Regions from separate parts of the Oryzias latipes genome. Here region 1 is linked to region 2. The links are chromatin contacts, called in public Hi-C maps. All regions are on one chromosome and are shown on one strand. Each heading gives the region's core, a stretch centred on a gene start, on an enhancer-like site or on the middle of the called end of the contact. The rest is flanking DNA. Distances are from core to core; before and after follow the strand shown. Region 1 overlaps LOC101162700 (serine/threonine-protein kinase PAK 3). Region 2 holds the start of mepce (7SK snRNA methylphosphate capping enzyme).

Region 1 (7,422 bases), core at 3,763-6,262, 39 kb before region 2:
CACATGTTGACTGAACAATAACTAAGTGAAACATGTTTTATCCCATAAACCCCCCTGATAAGAAGGTTGATCACAAGTTAAAGGCAACATAAGGAATGTATTCAGCTTTGCAACTTACCTGTTCCAGCTTTTTTTCTATAAATATCTTTTGATACGTCTGCCTTACTATTTGTTTTTTATGCAAATTGCTGCAACAAACCTGCACTGACTGACTGATCAAACACTGGCCAATAAAGAAAAATAATGCTAACAACAACAATATCACCCAAACTCACCAAAGTGTTTGCTGCAATGTAGCCATGTGCCGTCTTGTCTGAAATGGAAAAAAGAAATACTTAAGAATATTGCTCCTTAAGATTGTCCGAAGGGGTTGATGAGTAACCTCACCTCCTGAAGTGAAGCTCATGTACTTCTGGTTGTTGACAGTCTCTTTGGAGTCGTAGAACTTCAGGACATCTATGACGGCCTGTGGGTTCTTCTTCTGCTCCAGCTTGGTAATGTTGGAGGTTTGCAGGAGGCGGGCCCATTGCTCTGGGATACCCTGCAAAAGCAGACAGAGGTCACATGCTTTTGCATGCAATTCCTAACAATCCACATAAAACTGATTTATGAAATTATTTCGCCCATGACCTATATCAGCCTCCTAAGAGGCAGAAAAGACATTCTACAGAGGTTTTTCGACGAGGCTGAATAGACTTTACGAACAGCCACATAGATTTTTTGAACGTCTATTCCTCATATATTATTACTATTGAAAATAATAATAATATAAAGTTGGTTCATTTTATGTTAGAAAGGGAGCCTGCCTCCTTTGATTTCTCTGCTGCAGACGACTCTTTTTAAGTTAAAGTTTGTAATAAAAAAATCCGTCTGACCACTATGATAAATAGTGCATGTCGTGTAAAGCTAAACTATAACGCATGAACCGTCTATTACCCGGTGAGGGAAAATGAGGATGGCTTCTGGTAAGAGAGAGTTTGTGCGCCTGACTGTTGAAACTATTAGGGTTCATTAAATGAGCCAAAACAATCAAAACAGGTAGAAAACATCATAGTTGGTGGGATGTTTTTGATTCTCTGATTCACATTTGAACTCTATCTTTGGTTCAGGGCCCGTTTTGTCAAAGATCTCTTTGTCCCATGCTTTGTTTCTTATTAGGTCTTCTTTTTTTATCCATTGCGTGAGCTTTGTTTACTTTCGGACTAATTTACTTGCGGTTGTTATGTTTGAAAGACCTAATTTCAGTGTCTTGTGTAATAACTGGATGCCAGCCTTGTCACATTTGATTGAACTTGCCCTTCCCACCTGCTTCTGCCTGATCTTCTGCGGTTTTTGCCACCTGCGTCTCATCAGCCCGCGAGTGTTTAAGTAGTGGCGTATTTGCTTCTCGTCGGCCCATCTGTTCTGCCAGCCTGTTGTCTCTCTGCCTTTTTGCCTGGGTTTCCACGTAGGTCTGTCTGATGAGTTCACCGGAGGTTTCACTTTTTTATTAATGACCCTTTTGCTCTATTCCATTTCATGAACTCAGTGCTGCTCTCTGTTATCTTCTGCCTCCTACATTTGTATCCAGCTTCACACAACTTCACAACAAATAACTAAAACAATTTGACGGAATCATCTGATTTTGTTCTGTTAATATTTGGTTTGTCTTTAAATGTTTAATATGACTTATTCTGCATATTTTAGCTCCAGCAGAGGTTCAGCTTTACAATTGCTACAAACTCCACCTCTTGCAGAGCTGATTGAGGCTTCCAACTCCACCAATCACCAGGGTGGGAGAGAGAGAGAGATTTGAAGACTCATTCTGATGAAAATCACGTTTAAGATGTTTTTAACGTGTTCTTGTAACACTTTTCTCATGATGGAGGGCAAGAAAATGAATACCTTAAAATCACATTTCTGAGTATTTCTTTAACGAAATGCGTGTGAATCAGGAGCAGATGGAAAAAAATGCTAATGTAAGAAGTTTGTAAGTGTGGCGTATAAGTTACTACGGCAAGTCACAAGGTCCCTGCTCTGCTCTATTCAGATGCATCCACTTGTAGACGACTAAATCCTCTAAGTCTTTGTTTTCTTATCCCAGCTGGCTTCTGGCTCAAAACGAAACAGGCTTTTTGATTTTTCCTAAAAACAGCATCATCATAATTGAAAGACCGCTGGGAACTCTTTGAAAATAGATCAAAAGATGACTGGAGTGGGACTTTAAAACCTTCCAGAAACCTCTGCTGTAGTGGTAGCTGAATGCCTGGGTGGAATCTGTTCCTCAGCCTTTCCCCATACTGTCTCTTAGGCCTATAGGACGCTTGTTGAAGTCCAGTTTTCCTCTGTTTTTGGTTCTAGCCCTATAGTCAGGCTTCTTTTTTTTGATCCTTCGGTTTAGTTTCTGCTTTTAGCTGTCATTTTATCATGTACTACTTCAGTAGTTGTTGTGTTTTGGGCTTAGAATTCTGGTATTAGTTTTAGGTCTGCTGCTAAAAAAAACCTGAGAATTTCTGCTAATTATTTCAGACATTGTAACACTTTGTAGTGTTCAGTCATTTGTGTTTATTATTAGTTTGTTTTGTCTTATTGCTGCCATCTTAACCCTCACAGTTTCAAAAAGTTTGTTTTGTTACCCATTTTCCCCCGGATCAGGGACGTAACAATCTGTGGCTATACTCACTGTGAATTCTCCTGTTACAGCATCAAAGCCAACGTGAATGGTGTGCTCAAAGTCTGAGGGTAGGGATATCTCAGGACGTTCCTTCTCCTTTTTCTTGTTTGCTACAGAGGAAACAAAAAAAAGAAGGAAATCAGATTATAGACTGGCTCCAAATTGTTAAATTGTTTTAAACCTCAATCCTCAACAAAGAACAACTTGTGTGAGGATGCAGAAATGACTGAAGCTGGGGATGGATGCTCACTCTTATCTCCTCCAGGAAAGATGGATCGCAGGCGGACTTTCTTGTTTTTCTCTTCTGGAGCCATTGGTAGCGGTTTGGATGCGTGATTCACTGATGAAGAATCTCGGGAACTACTGTTCATTCTCAAGGGGGGGGCCGGCGGTTTCTCTTCAATATCGACACTATCAGACATTTTTAGCAACGCTCACAAAATCCTGGGAATGAGAAAGAGAGAAAGAAAATCTGTGTGTGGTAACTGTTAATGAACTGTGAACTTGGAAGAAGCAGGACATCAAGGTCCACACACTCGACTTATTTATTATTATTTATTATTGTTGGACAGAATGGAGAAAGGAAAAAGAGGCATAGAAAATTCTGGATTTATTCTCAGAATTCTGACTTTAATCTCAAAATTCTGAGATTAAAGTGAGAATTTTGAGAAAAAATTCAGAATTTTATATGGCCTTTTTTTCTTTCTTTCTCCGTGGCCCTAATCCTCTTCCGTATTGTACTATAAATGGTTTTGGTATAAAGTTGGACCTTTTATTCCTGTGCTGAAAAAACATCAGGGTCAATGAAAAAATGCTCCTTTTTGAAAACAGCCCCCAATGGTCATTTGAGGAACTGCAACATTTGGTATGGTGCAGTTTGCTTCAAACCTTAAAACTAGGAGCTTGGCTTTTGGTCAATGTGGACTTGACTAATCTTCATAAATGCCTGTAGAATACAAAAAACAGCTACAGCTACAAGATATATTCCATTAATCTGACTTTTCTAGAGTAAAGATCTAGAAAATTAGGATTTTCTTAGGGTGATATGTGGAAAAAAAGAAATTGTGTTTTTTCACAAATACCACACATTTACCATTAGTAGCATATAAACATGTGCAATGTCACCAAAGCCTTTTTGGACTGATGTAGAAAAGTCAGCTATTATTTAGCCATTATGCAGTTATAATGCACATGTGTCACTTGCGTCATGCTCTGATTGATTTAACAAGACTGACCTAGACAATTATGGGCTGTAGTGGATTATATGGTGACTGGAGAAGCCAAACACACATCAAAAAACATACAGATCATACATAAAATATCTCCAAAATAGAAAACACACTTTATTACTTTGAAAATGCAATCTGCAAACACTTAGAAAACAAATACAGAGATAAAAAATAAAGTCTCAGTAAAACACCAAAAAAAACTGCTTTTATACTACAAAGTTTGTGTTTGTGAAAAAAAAAAACACTGTATATTTCCAGATATTTGCAAGAGGATGGATGAGCTGTAATTTCATGCCTCAAAGCACTGAAGAGAGAAATTGGATTTGTTAGTCCCAAAAAATGTATCTCTATTGTTGTTTGTTTCTCTGTCTATATTTCGTTTCTGCATCATTTTAATGGATTTTGGGATTTGCAGAAACTTTCATTATTAGTGTTCTTCACAAAGAAACCTAAATATAGAGACAAATAGACAACCTTTTGTACTTTCAAAGCATTTTCTTAAGATAATTCAAATCTGAATTTGGACTTACTGTATAACTAGGCCTGGTTGACATTGCAACAAAATTTTTTTTTACACAGAATCAAGAATCTTCTTGTTTTTTGCTATATTTGCTTTAGCTGACAGCTATCTCGACATATTAAAAAAAAAAGCTGCAAAATTGTTTCTAATGGTGTGCCAAAATTAAAAAAGAACATAATTTATCTATTATTCGTATTTTTTTTATGTTTGTTAACAAACTGTTGCATTTATGAGTCTTGCATTTAAAAAAAACGTATGAAAATAGCAATCTATATGTAATACTGTTTACAATCAAATCGAATGTAATTGTAGATAAATGATCATTAAATAAGTCTAACCCAGCTGGGAGAGTCAATCCAGCACTGGGACTGGACTGGTGTAACCACGAGATGAGAACGAGTCTGATGTTTCCATCATCTTTAGAAACAGGTACCAGGATTTAACTTGAAGCGAATCTGGCACAGGGAACCCATTCCATCACGCCTACCCACCATGTAACCACCCCAGTACCATCTTCAGCTCCTTCTCTGCCTCACCCCGAGGCCAAGCCCATCATGTGATGTGCAGCGCCGCTACTGCAGTAAGCGGGACATCCATGCTGCCCCCCCTCAGCGGAGACCTACATTAGCAAACAAAGAAAGCTGCCCCTCCACTGCCCTTACACAGCACGCATGCACCTCCCCCTGACAAATTACTCATCTGTCTTCATGGTGGCATTAGCAATTTATGCAGCCGCCATGAATGCAGGATACAAGTCTGGCTGTGGTTTCAACAGACTTCTGTCAGCTTTTAAAAACAAAAGATTTTTTTTTCAACAAAGGAATTAGATCACTGGAAAGATGGGTTGATAAGAAGCCATAATCTACCTAACAGGATTATTACACAATACTTATCTGGATTCTACCATACCATAATATGTTTAACAAAAAAATTCTTGCAACATAAATGTTCCAGTTATGTGTTGCTTCCTGTCCAGGCAAATCATAGACACCATTGATGTTTATTTATGACGAGAAAAGTTTTCACAGAACACGTAAATGCTGTTTTCATGCAAATCACTGCATGATTTACATGGTACAAACTTGATACATTTTAATGGAATATACCATTCCAAATAAATATGTTTTTAGGAGAAGACTGACTGTGAAACTAATTTGCTGACCTTTTCAGTTAGAAAAACTGATGGTTAATAAGTGACTTGTAAAGCCTAATTGTGAAGGCAATTTAACCTTTCAAAAAGAGAGCCAAATATGAGACAACAAACACAGAAAAGCTTTCAAACATCATTAATACTCACAAGTACCTTTTGATGTAATATTTCTAAATAAATAAATAGAAATAAGTGCCCAATCGAAGAACATAATGGCTTCAAATGTTCTTGTGTTAACTTGATTATTTTCCCAGTTTGCTGCCAAGATCTCGTGAGATATAGTGAGTGGTGGCAGTGAACTGTGTCAGCAGTTTCTGTTGGGCAAGATCCCAATTAGAGTCCAGACAACAGCAAAAAACCGGTTTTCTCAGTTTGTAGTCTGGGCGTATCTGTGACAAAAACCCAGCAAAACTCTTCTGTTTACAAAGTTGCACTGTGTAACCTAATAAAGCGACCGTCAGGTGTTAAATACAACATGATTTATTTAGCAAATGCAGAAAAAAGGGGTCATAAATGCATTAAAAGAAGGGATCAGAAAGGGTGAACGTAAGACAATACACTTTTTCCTGGTTTAAAAATACTGTAACCCAACTTATTTACACTTGAATCTAACTTTTTCAACTGCCTATTAAGGTCCACTCAATGAACTCTGCAGGAACCCATTGTCAGCAAAAAAAAAAAAAAAACAAAAAAAAACAAAAAGAAATACAATGCTGTCAAAACTGGAAAGACCATCCTTCTCACTGTGCCTCAAAATTCTGATGGTGACATTATTTATTTTTAAAAAAATCTAAATTTGGGTTAAAACTGTCTTAATTTGCCACAGTATAGTTAAAAATATCACCAACACAGATACCTAAGTGCCAAAGCACCTCAGTGAGCTAAAACCTGAGCAGTCGGCCATTGCTATAACTCCGATCTTTAATATCTTTGTGGTCAGACACATTACAACACCCTTAACTGTTTTTCCGCCTATGTGTGAAATGTGTTTTTTGTTACAGTGGAAAAGACTGACAGTCATCTTACAGTCATCAGGATACAAGTGGTAAAAGATACCAGAATGAAAAAATGACATCAGATTATTTTCCAGGCTCAAAAACACTAAAATATATATCTGAATAAGGGAACCACTATAGTTCACATTTGCAATATATATATATATATATATATATATATATATATATATATATATATATATATATATATATATATATATATATATATATATATATATATATATATATATATATATATATATATATATAATATATATAATATATATATTGCTATTGACAGTGACAGTGGGTGTTCTAAACAAACTGTGGTCATAGTAGTAGTTGTGCAGATCCCTGCTCACCTGCCTGCTGGCTACTGGCTAAAAACAGCCAATTCATGAAGGCCCAGACATTACTGATTCTTTACTCACATAAAACACTGACCTATTTACGCCATGAACCACTGACAGGCAGGAAAGCAGTCAGTGTCACTCTGTCCCTGAAACAAGCAGCTCCTCTTTTTGAAACACAGATACTATAGCCGAGTGTCTGGACGTCAGACAGGAAACGTACTTACAGACTAATCAACTCAGGCAAATATTAAACAGAAACAAGGTTTCAATAAAGTCCTCAATGTGCTCTGATGTTAAAAAACCTGATCCACAATATTCATATTAAAAGAAATCCCAACCAAAGTTTCTTTGGTGCGATAGTTGACAGTAACAGAGACACTCCAGCTCAGCCCAAATATTTCTGAGAATGTTCCCATATCTCTCTTACATAAAACATTAAAGCTTCCATAAAAAGCAAGGCTTTTTTCCCCACTCTTTCAAACATTAATGCTGAATTTGGATGGCTAACAGAAAGAAACTAAT
Region 2 (6,937 bases), core at 3,928-6,427:
TTCTGTTTAAATGAGAATTAGTCAATAAAACAGAGATGTTTACCTAATGGCTTTATTTATTTTTTAATTTACTGCCGCATTATCCTGCCCTGAGCTGTTTGAGTATATTTTGGGATTCTTTATTATATAGCCTGTACAATCTAAATCAATTTCCAGCTTCTGTTCTAATGGAGTTTATAAATCCTGAAGAAAATGATGGAATCACCACTCATATAGAAAATTGCTATAAATCTGTAATTAGTAAAGCAAGAATTTATGAAGCCCACAACAAATAAGCTATTTGTTGACCACCTTCAGAAGTCTAAATATGCAAAGAAGAGCCCTTTGAAGAAGAGATATTGAAGACTTGAATGACTGCTTACAGCTGGTTGGTCAACATATACCATCACCTTAACAAGAGAGCTGTCATCTGAATGACCTAACACAATTATAAAACTCTCCCAAGAGACAACTGAGTGCAGCAAAATGGATGTCAATTGTTCCTGGTCAGCATGAGTCCAAAATCTGAAGCAAAGCTGCACTTAGAATTTACAAAATACACAACAAGAACTAAAAGAATCAGGAAAAACTATCAAATTCAAATCTATTTATTGTTGTATTTTCATTCATTTGATTTGGAAGTTTTATTTCTAACTGCATTGCATTATGTCAACACTATTTCCTCACAAAAAACAGAACACTTGAAAGATTTTTGTGATCTCAAATAAGGAGGAGCTCGCTGCTTTACAGTTTTGTCAGAGAGGAACAGCCCAGGCTCAAGAGTAATGTTTGAAAGGACAGCTCTCTCATGAGCATAGCAGCCTGATTTGACACATAAGTAATTCATGACCCTCAGCAAGGACACGGGATCACACACTGGCAGGAAGACACAGAAACACACCTCTGTAAGATATGTGCAAAGGGGAGAATCAGTGACCTCGGATATACAGAGCTGTTTTGTGTGGCTCCTTGATCTTATAAGATAAACCATATTAGTGCTATGGAGTTTTGGAAAAGTGTAAACTAAAAACACTGGTTACCAGAAGGTAGACAAAAATCTAAAAGGGATTCATACATTTTTGTGAAAATGAAATTCCAAGAAAGTTATTTGTTATTCCTGAAAAAAAAGAAGCAAGTTAATGTATAACTTTGAGCATTATTGTTACAACACTTTTATATGGGTCCAAATCCTTTTGCTCCTTACTCTTGACAATAGAAAAACTTGATTTAAGACTTGAAAATAATTGCACTGTCATTTTTGGTACTGTTTTGAGAATGTTTTAAATTTTATAATGTTTTATGAGGTTTTATTAATTTAGGCCAACTTGTACCAGTTTTTTCACATTTTCTTCTAAAATGACTAGTTTCTACTCATTGCACTATAATACTATCACTATAATCAGAATGAACTACATTTAGGTGCATAAAACGCAAAATAATACAAATCATTTTCTTAAAACTGGTTAAAAAAACGTATTATTGGGCTGTATAACATTCAGTTTTAAGTAATTCTATCGGACAGGATTTTCCTCTTTTGAAAGCTTGTGTAAAACATCTTGCTTTTAGATTTTGATATCTTATCAGATTTCTTCTTAAGTATAAATTGCTAGATTTGCTACCTTTTGGAGATGTTTTTCTCTTAAGATTGGTGTTCTTTTCCTATTTTTTGGGCTACCTCTAGTGTATAAGCCGTCACGCACTCTTCGCGTCCGATCCATCTAACAATTAACCAGACCTGGGCGTGGGGGCACCGATCAGCTCCCAAAGGGCAACGCAAAATGCTGTCCATGACAACACAGGCCTGATCGAGCCCCTCCCCCTGACAGCTGGCTCATTGTGTGGCGTGGCTCTGAAGCGGCCTTGTTCCCCCTTTGCTTGGACAGTTCAATAACTAATCTCGGTGCAGCCAAGAGAATGCAGCTTTTTAAACGAGGGGGGCAGCTCTGATGGAAAGTCATAATCTGTGTGTCAGTGTGGTGCACGTTAACTGGTGGACCACCTCGTCAGTTCAAATGAGGTAGAAAACTAGTTTTGCAGTGGTTGCAGGGGTGATATCACAAATCTGACATACTTCCTTTCATTTTTTTTCCACAATTGTGTTACCATTAACAGTTTACTCCTATTTTAACAGCTAAAGACTTCAAGAAGATTACTAAATGTGTTTTCTTTGTTAGGAATGAAGTAGTTACTTTAATATCTAACTGCACTTGCAGAATACTTAGTTTGACAGTTTCAATGTTTTTGTCGCCTTCATTCTCCTTTGCAGCATTTTTTTAGGTGTTTATTCAAATGTATGTTTATAATATCAATATTAGAAAAGCATCCCACACTGTTCACATTTGTCTACCTAAACTCATAGGAATCATTCGTAAGTTCAAATCAGGCAGGTCATTTAAAAGGCAATCACTCCCGCTTTTGATCCCACGTGAAAGATGACACAATCACCACTTTGCTGACCAGCAGCCAACGGTCACTCACAGTGGCACAGAGTGTGAACTCACAGAGTAGACATGGGGGTTGTTCTGATGTGACCGCACACGGGACACGCGAGCCGGCCCCTCCCTCTGTCACACGCAGGATAATGACCAGCCGGCTCGTGCTCTTCACAGAGGGCCTCAAGAACCATATGTGTTCACCACTTTCTGCTTGGACACACACAAACAATTGAATATGTCCAGAGCGCTTGAGGCGCAGACCCTGAGGAAGGGCAGATGGTGTCCGGGATTGAAGACCGCACCCACATTACCATGAGAAAAGAGGGTGACAGAAAAGGAGGGGGACAGGTACCCTCTCGTTTTAGTTTTCTTCCATAGAGACTACAAAGGAGGGGTGACTCATTAAACCGGAGAGTCTGTTGCACTGATTTGAAAAGCAATTAGGAGCATGCTCCACACTCAGACTACCAGAGATAATAAAACACCCGTTGAAACATTTTTTTCCCTTTTTCCAAATGTTACTTTGTTATTTATTTTTATTATATTGTCTTCCAAAAAGTTTTATATTAGCATAATGTTAAGGGTTAGGGGAAAAATATATCAAACTTTCTGCATTATTAATATTACATGTATAAGTCACTGATAGTCGTTATTATTGTATTATTGTTTTAAGAATTGATGCAATGATTTGAATTTCTGTTTTTGTGGAGTTTTGTGGGGTTTTGTGATAGCCATCAGAACCAGGCCTACAGTACAGAGAGATAACACTGATGTTACAGCTGCATTCAAGCATTTATTGAATATTACTGGAGGATTTTACTCTGGATAAGAATTTACTTATGAACTTGAAATGTTCGATTGACCACATGCACATAAGCAGTTTTCCCTCTGGAGGGCATGCAAACATTGTGCTGGTGCCTGTCACAATTACAGTAACTCAACATATACATCCAAAGTTAAGTGATATTTTATTTTACAAATCAAAATCGAGTCTGTTTACTTACAACGATGAAAGGGAAAACTAATATAGCCTTAAAAAACGCGTAAAAATTAAATTCTGAAAGAACATCCAGTGTTAAACGCAGGATAAAACTGTTTAGAAAAATGGTAAAAAAAAAAGATTTGATCGCCCCCTTGTGGCCATTCAGAAAACAGATGTAAAAGGTCACTGAAGCAACATCAAGGTGTCCATGATGGCAGTCATATCTCACACTAACACCCAAATAGACTTAAATACCAGAAATACTTCATAATTGTGTTGGAAATATGAAGTATGTAGAAGAAAACAACCCTAAAGCTTATGTGTACAACTGTAGTTGTACACTTTCATTTGACCTACAACAATAAAAATACATAACATGTAGAGTACAAAAAAACATGCTACTGCAAGAAAGAATAGTTTATTGTAGTCATTGATTTTTTTTCTTTCATTTACCTGTTACTGTACCTTCCATATATTTTGCCAATTTGTTTTTAAAAAAATAACTATTTTGATTTTACCCTCAACGTAATAAAGGCTGTAAGACAGAAAATCACATGGCTTGATCTATAAACAGTTGAGAGTGATGATTTTCAATCAAAATACAGGGAGAGCTTTGTGTAGCAAATGCAAAAAAAAGGGTTTGGAAGAAAAAAAAACAAGTTATTCAAAGCAAATATTTAATGTTTTCATTTGCTACTTAGAAAGTTGTGCTTGTGTTAGCATGAATATCACTTCATGCGTGGTAAAATGAAAAATTAATTGTGGTCATTTAATTTAGAAATAGCTGTTACATCAGCTAAATGTCAAATTTGAGACACTTTTTAAAAATGTGTTAAAATGTCTTTTGGCTTCAAACTAAGCATTTCAGGCTGCTAACTGTAATGAATTTGCTTGAAAGTGTTGAAATTTGCTGCCGTAAAAGAAAGCTGTTATAAATCAAGAAATAGCCCTTTACAAAAAGAAAACAAATGTAATATAAAATGATGAGAAAGTTCATAACTCCTAAATTCACTTTATTTTCCCAAGTTAGATAGTTACAAATATTACAGGAAACTATTGTACTTTCACAGCTTTGTATCAGACAGCATCTCACAACTGTTTGGCCAATTTCTTATAAGCAGCGATCATGCATTAATGTAAAAGGTTACATCAATCTGAAATTCTGCTAAGAATCTTCCTTTCAAGAAAATCCAAAGTAAAGTTGTGAGCAGGTTACTGAGGAGGCCACTTGTGGATCTGTTCCATGACTTAGAATTAAGCAAAGGTTATTCATTTGACTGCTGCTGCAAAAGATTAAACAAATCTAAACACACACTGTTGAGGTGTTTGACAGTCAGTATTATTTTATACTCTCGTTCAATTACAGATCTGAAATTAAATCTATTACTATTAGAAATTTTGCTTTTTCCAAACTTTTAAGCACTTTATCACATTATTTCACTTAAAGGACGGACAGACAGACAGACAGAAGATAATTAATGGTATTGCTATAATTTTTTTCTCTTGACAATAAGATTTATTTTATGCTTTAAAAAGTGCTACTAATATACTGAAGATGAGAGATTACTGTTAAAATGATGGATGAAGGATGAGGTGGTGGGAGGGTGGTCAGGGCCGCAGAATTGCTCAATGTGGACCTACTTTGTGTTGTTGGGCATCTGTGCCTTTATAGTCCCGTTTTTAGACCAAAACAATGGCCAAGTTTGTTCATTAAAATGTGTTTGCTGACTGTCATTAAAAGTTCCACTCGCTCGCGGCCTCTTCTGGGATTAGGGGTCTGAATCTAATGGCAAAGAGTTCCCACTACCTTGCGCGAGCTCACAGATCTCCGCCCCGGTCACGTTAAGCTTACAACTCGAAGCCCGGATGCGCCGCCATGCCGACTCTCGTCAGCGAATGCTGTCATTTATTCACCAAACTGTCCGCCTGGAGTTGACCGAACAAGTCGACAAGGCAGTGGGGGAAACAAGAGAGACCTAGTGGGGTACAGGCCGTGCTTTGCGTGTAAACCGTGAGCGCCGTTGGGCTCGGAGACACTGGGGTGCTAGCTAGGCTAACGTTAGCTTGAGTGGAAGCAGAGCGGGGTGGAGACGGCCCGGCCGGAGGCGGGGAGAGCACCACCGCGGGGTGACACTGGGATCCTGACGGTGACCACACTGTTCGGCGGCCATCTGGGACATAGTATCACTTTCCCGTACCGGACTTGGGATTTGTTTGTTTATTTTTGTTCTGGATTCACCCGTCAGCGCATGAAGGTGGGTACTTGGTCGTTTATTTATCACCACTGTTGCTCCAGAGCTAAACGTTTAGGCGACGTTTTCAGAGCTCTGGCCCACGATGGAGGAGCTAAGGGCTAGCATGCTAACCCAAACTACTGTTCCAGACTCTGACTCAGAAACTTCTCAGGTCAGCAACCTCCGAGTGGACACGCTTCAGATGTCAGCCTGTCAGGAGGGCAATGCTAACGAAAAATCTGCCGCGGACCGTAGGACCTTTAAAATTAATATAATAAAATGCAACACTCAGCTAAAAACAAAGTAATTTATTTACTATTAAGAAAATTATATGTTTTATATATTCAATATGCCCGGATTCTCCTTTATGATTTTATTTGCTGTTCGTTTTGTCCATCTTATTACTTTCCTGACTTAATTATGGAGGCCAGAATCTGCACACTGACTCCCCAGATGACTTTTAATGCATGCAACCATAAAGAACAGATTGAAGTTTCCTTAAAACAATGTCGATGAATCTCAAATCAATTCTTTTTTTTTTTATCAATCATAGATAATGCAGTTTGCATGATTTTAAAATAAGGCTAAAACCGAAAACACTGAAAATCCAAATATTTTGTTTGGATTTTTTTGCAAATGACATCATCATGACAATATCCTACAGTTTTATAAAACCACTTTCTGAGAACTTCAAACTTTAGTTTTGGTAACATCCAAATCTATTTTTTTAATGTAAAGCTGATAATGAATTATGAAGTTGCAGAAATGTTTATCCAGGAAGTTGTAGATATACAAATATAGGATTGTCATCTTTTTTTTTTTTTTTTTTAAAAGTTAACTCTTCAATTGAAAACAACAACAAAAGCATTAACCTTTCTTTTAGGCTCTAAACAGTAGGAATAGTGGAAGAACAAACATGTTTCTTCTACACAGGCACAAAAACAATAGCAACAACAATAGCAACGTCACATCTTAAAGGTGTATTTTTGGTTTTGGAGAATATGATGACCTTCTGTCCCTTCTCTGTTAGTTTAAGTTTGAATGTAGTTTTGTTAGGAAGTGCATGAGGAATATTTGTGCCTTCTAATCAGGTGGCACAAATGCTATAAACCTTATGTATCTCTGATAAGGTAGAGCAGCAGAGACGGGTGGAACCTCCCTCTATATGCTACCATGAACCAAGCAGGAACAGTGTGGTTAAAAAAGAAAGATGTTTTGTCTGTACTAGCATTTTTGACCAAAGCATGTTGCAGATGACATCCCAAATTATGATTTTACTTATTTAAAGTCTATTTTAAAAAGTGTTC

What was found. Hi-C and Micro-C count contacts between places; a contact is called where the count stands out from the background.
Region 1: a contact with region 2 is called in a Hi-C map of embryo, with 2.5 times the contacts expected there. The contact joins the enhancer-like site here to the promoter of mepce in region 2. A contact is called at or near these places in 4 of 5 Hi-C or Micro-C datasets (embryo and fibroblasts).

Annotation. Positions count from the first base shown.
Region 1 is chr14:14,632,366-14,639,787 of ASM223467v1, reverse strand. It overlaps LOC101162700 (serine/threonine-protein kinase PAK 3), which reads right to left. Exons shown (of 16, transcript XM_011483449.3): 3 at 2,904-3,097; 4 at 2,663-2,763; 5 at 388-541; 6 at 276-313. The coding sequence starts at 3,075. Among protein-coding and RNA genes, the nearest start is that of LOC101162700, 30 kb to the right of the region's middle. Within about 2 kb of position 5,012, at least 1 of the 8 cell types and tissues checked has an H3K27ac peak or open chromatin away from gene starts, as enhancers often do. A contact at or near this core is called in embryo, where this site is marked.
Region 2 is chr14:14,593,836-14,600,772 of ASM223467v1, reverse strand. mepce (7SK snRNA methylphosphate capping enzyme) reads left to right here and starts at 5,177. Exons shown (of 5, transcript XM_023962449.1): 1 at 5,177-5,651.